Regions from separate parts of the Sus scrofa genome. Here region 1 is linked to region 2. The links are chromatin contacts, called in public Hi-C maps. All regions are on one chromosome and are shown on one strand. Each heading gives the region's core, a stretch centred on a gene start, on an enhancer-like site or on the middle of the called end of the contact. The rest is flanking DNA. Distances are from core to core; before and after follow the strand shown.

Region 1 (4,055 bases), core at 859-3,358, 300 kb before region 2:
TATCCATAAGGAGGCAGGTTCGATTCCTGGGTTTGCTCGGTGGTTTAAGGATCTGGTGTTGCCCTGAGATGCAGTGTAGGTCGCAGACGCGGCTCAGATCCCGTGTTGCTGTGGCTCTGGTGTAGGCCAGCAGCTCTGATTGACCCCTAGCCTGGGAACTTCCATATGCCACAGATGCAGCCTTAAAAAGACACACACACACATAGGAAAGAAAGAAAACTACAGCAGCACAGCAAAGACACTGTCTTATCAGTGAGCTTTGCAGTTACCCAAGTCACCCAGGTTTTAATGGAGAGATGGTCTGGAGATGTTGCAAGTGACACAGACAGTGGCCTAGTTTGGAATAATGGAATGAGGGTCTTTACAGAACTCAGCTGAATGTTTTTCCACTATGACATTACTGCATCTCAACAGCCTGTTAAGGTATATAGGGTGGATTAAAATCCCCAGGTTACGGATGAGAAAACTGAGTCTCCAAGAGAGGAAGAGACCCATGCTAACCAGTGGCTGCAGTGGCTGTGAACCCAGGTTTCTTGGCTCCATCCAGACCTCATTTAGCCACCTGGGCTGAAGGAAACCTGGGAGTCAAGGCCAAAGGTGCCTGGGGACTGAGGTCCATGAGGGTGGGGATGGGGAGAGAGGCACACCACTTCAAGTTCAAGTTGCTAGTTTTGCAGAGTGTAAAATTACTGCACAAGTCCCAGAGAATAAACAGAGTTAACACCCCATTAAATACAATGGACTTTCAACGTGAGCTTGAGACGTGCCCAGATTGAAACTAGCTGAGCAGGAGCTGGCCCGTGAGTAAAATGTATCACACGCACTGCCTTAACGTTTCCAAAAAAGAAAAATCTAGCTCGGGGAGAAGAAAGCGCCGGCAGCAGCTCTGCAGGCTCAGGGCTGAGGATCCGGTAATGAAGTCTTTCTGGAAGGTAAGAAAGGGCTGTGTGCTGTATGCTATTTTTAAACATGCTGGAGCAGCACATGTATTCCTGCCCCTCCGCACTTTCTCCAGCAGAGGAGGGGCCCCGGGGAATGCAGCCAGGAATTTAGATGCTATTTATTGTATTTCCTTTTATCAGTCAAATGATTTTCCTATTTCCCACATAGATAAAGATCTTCCGCTTACAGCTCCAGCTTGTTGACCTTGTCAGGACTGCTGTGCAGTCTGGAAATTGGTCCCAGAGAGAGAAGGGCATTGTTGTGAGGGGTTTGTTTGGCGGGTTGGGTTTTTCTTCTCCCAATAGGGAGGAGATCCATTTACAAAAAAAAAAAAAAAAAAAAAACCTTCCAAAAAACAAAAACTGATTGTTTCGTGTCTTTTTCCAAAACTGCAAGGTTGTCCAAGGAATTTGGTTCCCCAACCTCCCTCTGACCTCCACCTGAATATCTCCACCCTATCTTTCACCATCTCTCTCTCTCTCTCTCTCTCTCTCACACACACACACACACACACACACACTTCAGCAGCAAGCCTGACCCTGGGCCTGCTGCTGAGCCGCAGTCTTGGCAGGCGGTGGGTGGTGGGGTGGAGGGGGCGGCAGCTGGGTCTCAGCTTGTAAGCTGAGCCAGGCTCTCCGCGGTGCCAGGACTAGAGGCCCCTTGGAGATGCCAGCAGGCCTGAGTGGGAGCAGTTACAACTTCCCCTCGCTGGAAGCTTTGGAGCCAGCAAGGCCTCTAGGAGCCGCATTTCCAGGCGAGGGAGTGGCCTCAGGGCTGCTATCCAGCGGGAGGTCTCCTCTTGGGCAAGCTGCCCTCTTTGTTTGCCTCGCCTGGGCCTGCTGGCCAGGTTCAAGGGTCGGAGCCAGCCCACTTCTCCTCGCCTTCTCAGAACGCCACCAGCGGATGATGCCGGAGGCCGGGGTTTCATTATAAATCCTCTCCATTTCTGGCTCGTTCTCAACCACAAAACATAAAGAGAGCCAGCGAGCCTCAGCTAGAATTCAGCCCCTCGCAGACTCAATGTTTGCAGAACGAGGAGCTGCAGGCCCCTCCGCCCCGGCGTGGGTCCGCTGCGGATTTTGACAGCCGCCAGTTTTTTCTGAAGCCCCAGGTTCTTCCCCAGCGTCGTGGCGCTTCCGGGCCAGGACGGCAGAGGGCAGTGGCTCTCCTGACAGCACCTCTGTCAACGCGGCGCTCACACATCTGGAAATGGGCTCTCCCACTCTCTTACGAAATGCTGGACGAGGATCGGTCTGTGTGAAATGTACTGGCACCGAGGGAGCAGCATCCGCATCAAGAATTCCACTTTCTCATTAATGCTATGTCCCCCTCAAGAGCGCTTGTGGAATGTGGGGAATTCGCCTTGCCAAGGCAGCCAGCAAATCTCAGTCTTTTGGGGCTTGGTCAGGCCTGGGTGGAATGCTTGGAAGGACCACCTCTGGTCCAAAGCCTTTGCCCTTCCCTCCCACGTGGAAGGTGAAAAACAAAACAGAGGAGCGGACCCCCCAGATCTTCCCCCAGGGGAAGAAAGCAAAAAATGAAAGCCTTGCCCTTCCGTGCCTCCTGAAGACAGCGCATGCTCATAGTTCCAGGTTCTTGAGAAACAAGACCTAATTCTAAGAAAGCATCTTCCTAAATTACAAGCGATTAGAAATGCCAGTGTGACTCGCAGTGTGCAGCTGGGAAGGGAGAAACTGGATGGCGGAGGGCAGAGCTGGCACTGGGGAAGCGCCTGCCTTCTACTCTGAGACTGCTCCCTAGACTTCCCAAAGCTGCATGCATTTAAATGTCCACATTTTTTCCACAGAAGCCAGCACTCTGGACTTCTCTTGGCCAAACAACACATCTGTCTAATATGATGTGGGAGAAATATGTTACATTCTTTTATGAACGGAATGTTAACACCACCTAGAATCAATATTTATATCCAAGAACACAATGATCTGGCTTGTTTTGTGCTGCCCTGTTGCAGAAAGGGACATTCGGGAAGAGCTGAGAGGTTCCCTCTCTTCTTGCCCAGAAAGGCCGACCTACCAAGGCAAATCATCTGGGGCTCAGGCATCGAAAGGGTTTCGGCCTTGGAGGCCCTGCTGGTTCCCTTCCTGCCCCTGCCGCCCTCTGTCTCTTGGGACTTCAAGAGGAAGTCAGAGAGCAGCAAGTGGGGCAGGAATGTGCAGTGAGATCCAGGACCTGAGGCAGCGTTCTGTCTAGCTGACAGTCCCTGAGGGTTGCGCTTTGGGGAGGAAGGTCAGGCTTACATCCTGGCACTTCCTCCTTCTCATCAAAGGAGGAGATGATACACCTTAACATAAATCCTTAGGCCAGAGACTTCTGGGAGCCTAAAAACAAAGAACAGTGGGTAAAAACATTTTCTTTCATGCTGGTAATATTTTTTTGGCCAGGCAATGACCCTTATCTGAGACAGCCACTGTCACAGAGACGGAAGCCACCTCTCCCCTCCTCAGAATCAAGGAGATCAAGCTCCTTAGGATGGTTTATTCTTTTTTTTTTTTTTTTTTTTTTTTGTCTTTTGTCTTTTCAGGACCACACCTGCGGCATATGGAGGTTCCCAGGCTAGGGGTCTAATCAGAGCTACAACTGCTGGCCTACACCACGGACACAGCAACGCCAGATCCAAGCCGTGCCTGCAACCTACACCACAGCTCATGGCAATGCTGGATCCCTAACCCACTGAGCAAGGCCAGGGATCGAACCCACAACCTCATGGTTCCTAGTCGGATTCGTTTCCGCTGCACCACAAAGGGAACTCCTGGGTGGTTTATTCCTTAATGCTGTTTTTATTCCATTGCCTTCTAAAGCTTCGGGGCCTGCAGCCTGGAGTCAGCCACTTGCAGGTAAAATCATTACCTAATTATAAAAAAACCCCAACCAAACAAAAACCTCTCCTCCTTTCCCAGAACATTTAAGTTTGCCTGTACCAAAGCATCTACAATTGTGAGAGTCCTGAATTGGTCCCTCATTTTGCAGAGCAAGCAAGCCTATTTCGTTTTCACATTAGATGGTGAAGGTTACCACTTTCAACAATAGCCCTTGTCTCTCTCATTAAATGCCTGGAGCTCATTATGGTATAACCTGCAGAAGAGTCTTTACTG
Region 2 (4,119 bases), core at 1,273-3,772:
AAATGTCTGCTTGTAACACCTTTACTGAACACGTTTGGAAACCTGGTGAATGCAAGAACTGCTTTAAACCTAAAAGCTTACACCAGCTCCCCCCAGACCCTGAAAAGGCACCCATCACCCATGGCAATAAAACTAATGCCAACCATAGTAACAACCACCGAATCAGGAACACCGGAAATTTCCGGCCTCCTGTGGCTAAAAAGCCAACTATAGCTGTGAAGCCCACTATGATGGTGGCAGATGGGCAAAGTGTGTGTGGAGAGCTTAGTATCCAAGAAAACTGTGAGAACAAACCTGTCATCATAGGATGGAATCGAAACAGAACGGCCTTGAATAAGAAACCACTTAACAATAATAATGAAGATGATATTGAAGGATTTAGCCATGTTCCTAAGCCTTATGACAATAATGATAGTGCAAAGAAGGTATCAAATAACAATAATGGACTAACTGAAGTGTTGAAGGAGATAGCAGGCTTAGATACCACCCCTCAGGTAAAAGGAAATGAAACAAACTCCAGAGAAACCTTCTTAGGAAGAATAAATGATTGCTATAAGCGATCACTGGAAAGAAAGCTTCCGCCAAGTTGCATGATGGGCGGGATAAGGGATACTCAGGGCAAGCATGTTATTCTGAGTGGAAGCACAGAAGTGATCAGTAATGAAGGAGGCCGATTCTGTTACCCAGAGTTTTCTAGTGGCGAAGAGAGTGAGGAAGATGCGCTTTTCAGTAACATGGAGGAGGAGCATGAGAGCTGGGATGAGAGTGATGAAGAGCTGCTGGCCATGGAGATTCGTATGAGAGGGCAACCTCGCTTTGCCAACTTTAGGGCAAACACTTTGTCTCCTGTTCGATTCTTTGTGGACAAAAAATGGAATACTGTCCCCCTGCGAAATAAATCTCTTCAGAGAATCTGTGCTGTCGACTATGATGACAGTTATGATGAAATCCTGAATGGTTATGAAGAGAATTCTGTGGTCTCCTATGGACCAGGAAGCATTCAGAGCATGGTGTCATCTGACTCCACATCCCCAGATTCCTCTTTAACAGAAGAATCACGGTCCGAGACAGCCAGTAGTTTATCCCAGAAGGTTTGTAATGGGGGACTATCTCCCGGTAACCTGGGGGATTCTAAGGACATGAAGGAAAGTGAGCCCAATTGTGAAAGCCCCAGTGGTAATAATCAGGAGAAGACCTCAGCACAAGCATCCAAAAGCTCAGTAAAAGTTCCAGAGACACACAAAGCGGTCCTTGCTCTCCGATTAGAAGAGAAAGATGGCAAGATTGCCGTTCAGACTGAGAAGCAAGAAAGTAAAGCCTCTACAGATATTGCTGGGCAAGCAGTAACTATAAACCTCGTTCCTGTAGAAGAGCAAGCAAAGCCATACCGAGTAGTGAATCTGGAGCAGCCATTGTGCAAGCCTTACACTGTCGTGGATGTGTCAGCAGCCATGGCCAGTGAGCACCTCGAGGGCCCCGTTACCAGCCCCAAAACGAAGAGCTCATCTTCTACTCCTAACTCTCCAGTGACATCCCCTGCATTGACATCAGGACAAGTAAGTGCCCATTTCCAAAAATCCAGTGCAATCCGCTACCAGGAAGTCTGGACTTCCAGTACCAGTCCACGACAGAAGATACCTAAAGTAGAATTAATTAGCGGTGGGGCCGGACCAAATGTCCCTCCAAGGAAAAACTGTCACAAATCGGCACCTACTTCACCCACGGCTACAAACATTTCCTCCAAAACTATCCCTGTTAAGTCACCTAATTTGTCTGAAATAAAATTTAATAGTTATAACAATGCTGGTATGCCACCTTTTCCAATTATCATTCATGATGAGCCAACTTATGCTCGGAGCTCCAAAAATGCTATCAAAGTTCCCATTGTCATCAATCCAAATGCATATGACAATCTAGCCATTTACAAAAGTTTTCTCGGAACAAGTGGAGAACTTTCAGTGAAGGAAAAAACCACAAGTGTAATAAGCCATACTTATGAAGAAATAGAAACTGAAAGCAAAGTGTCTGATAACACCACTAACAAACCCACTGAATGTCCCCAAGCTAAAGGGTTTTCAAACAGCACAGAGCGTAAAAGGGGCTCAGTGGCTCAGAAGGTTCAGGAGTTTAACAGCTGTCTTAACAGAGGTCAGTCTTCACCGCAGAGAAGCTATAGTTCCAGCCACAGCTCCCCAACAAAGCCCCAGAGAACCACTCAAGAACCTGTGGCCAAAACAGAAAGCACTCAGGAGTCTCAGGTCGTGAGCAACAGCAGCAGCACCAGGGAGAAAGCGAGCACAGTGCTTTCTCAGATTGTAGCTTCTATCCAACCCCCACAGTCTCCTCCAGAAATGCCCCAGTCTGGCCCTAAAGCTTGCAGCGTGGAAGAGCTTTATGCAGTTCCTCCCGATGCCAGTGTTGCTAAGAGCACACCTAAGAGCACACCGGCCCGGCCCAAATCTCTCTTCACATCCCAGCCCAGTAGTGAGACTGAAGCAGCACCTCAGACCACAGAAAGTCCTACCACCAAAGTACAGAAAGATCCACTCATGAAGCCAGTCACCACTCCCCCCTCCAAATTAGTGACTAACCCCCCAAATGAGCCACCACCTCCCTTTCCCCCACCACGCTCTACATCCTCCCCTTACCACGCAAGTAACCTTTTGCAGAGGCATTTCACCAACTGGACCAAGCCAACCAGCCCTACCAGGTCCACAGAAGCTGAATCAGTTCTGCACTCAGAAGGCAGCAGACGGGCAGCTGATACAAAACCTAAACGCTGGATATCATTTAAAAGTTTCTTCCGCCGTCGGAAAACAGATGAGGAAGAAGACAAAGAGAAAGACCGAGAGAAAGGGAAGCTGGTGGGCCTGGATGGCACGGTCATCCACATGCTGCCCCCTCCTCCAGTTCAGCGCCACCACTGGTTCACAGAAGCAAAGGGGGAATCCAACGAGAAGCCAGCCATTGTCTTCATGTACAGGTGTGAGCCTGCCCAAGGCCAGCTCAGTGTGGATCAGGGCAAAGCCAGGGCAGAGCAGTCAGCAGTCACAGAGAGGAGTGGAATGGAGGATGGGTTACTACAGGACTCAGAGAAGAAGAAAAGAAGTCACTCTTCTCCATCACAGATACCTAAGAAAATTCTCAGGTATGTAAAAGAGGCTGGCAGAATGTGGGGATTTTTTAAAACATTTTCAGATGCTAAGGTTTTTTGCATCCCTAAGATTGTATAAGAGCCATTTTTGTTTGTGAGTAGCACTCAGCGGCCATCATCTGTCTCTATAACTGCATTCCAAGATTAGAATATTATTAAAGTGATTTTATTGCAGTGAACAAGGTTTATGCTCCTGGATTTTTTAGCTAAAGTAACCTGCAGCATTCCAGTAAATGCAAAGGGGCTTTACCATAGAAAAGCAAATCCGTAACACTTTAATAGCAATAAGTAATATGTTGCTTTGAAATATGCTATGACAGTGTGAGGAAGAAACGGGATCAAATGGGTAAATGGTGGTACTGTTCTTTTCTTCATGGTAAATGAAATCAAACTCTTTAAGCAGGCTTTTTCTTTTGGTGGGGATTAGGAGAGCTTTCATTGAGGTGTTATCTCTATATGCATTTTTTAAAAGGACTGTATTTTTTTTTTTATTGCTGTCTCTTTCTGTCCTTATTTCAAGTGTTGTGGAAAGGTGGGGGAAAGAGCAAGCAGTTTATAATTGTTTAACATGTAGATGAAATAAGAGAAGTGGTTATTGAGATTGAGACCCAGTGTTACAATCTTCTATCCAACTAGTACACCCACATCAGTTTTCTAAGCATTAGTTTTCTTTTACCTTGAGTAACCTACCGTCTATAAGGTTCATTGATCACCTACCCTGTATATATCTCAAATCCTTGTAACAGCCCTACAAACTGGTTGTATATTTCCCTTGAGGAAACTAAAAATCAGAGAAATTAACTGGCCAGATTCACGAGGCTAGTAATTGTCAAAGTCAGAATTCAAACCCTGATCTATCTCACTGTAAAATTTGTATTCTTTCAATAATGTTACATTGTTAAGGAACATAAGATCAAACAAAATTTGTATATTTTCACATGTAACATTCACATAAACATTTGTTT

Evidence for each region. Hi-C and Micro-C count contacts between places; a contact is called where the count stands out from the background.
Region 1: a Hi-C map of retroperitoneal adipose tissue shows a contact between it and region 2, with 2.1 times the contacts expected there. The contact joins two enhancer-like sites. A contact is called at or near these places in 14 of 47 Hi-C or Micro-C datasets (adipose tissue, embryonic fibroblasts, heart right ventricle and 7 more) and 2 of 2 datasets of contacts at active chromatin or transcription factors (alveolar macrophages and skeletal muscle).

The regions. Positions count from the first base shown.
Region 1 is chr7:57,577,009-57,581,063 of Sscrofa11.1, reverse strand. No RefSeq gene overlaps it. Among named protein-coding and RNA genes, the nearest start is that of HMG20A, 75 kb to the right of the region's middle. Within about 2 kb of position 2,108, at least 63 of the 83 cell types and tissues checked have an H3K27ac peak or open chromatin away from gene starts, as enhancers often do. A contact at or near this core is called in alveolar macrophages, liver, omental adipose tissue and 1 more, where this site is marked.
Region 2 is chr7:57,277,469-57,281,587 of Sscrofa11.1, reverse strand. PEAK1 (pseudopodium enriched atypical kinase 1) reads left to right here. Exons shown (of 6, transcript NM_001244188.1): 3 at 1-3,148. The coding sequence starts at 3. Among named protein-coding and RNA genes, the nearest start is that of TSPAN3, 92 kb to the right of the region's middle. Within about 2 kb of position 2,522, at least 18 of the 83 cell types and tissues checked have an H3K27ac peak or open chromatin away from gene starts, as enhancers often do. A contact at or near this core is called in alveolar macrophages, liver, omental adipose tissue and 1 more, where this site is marked.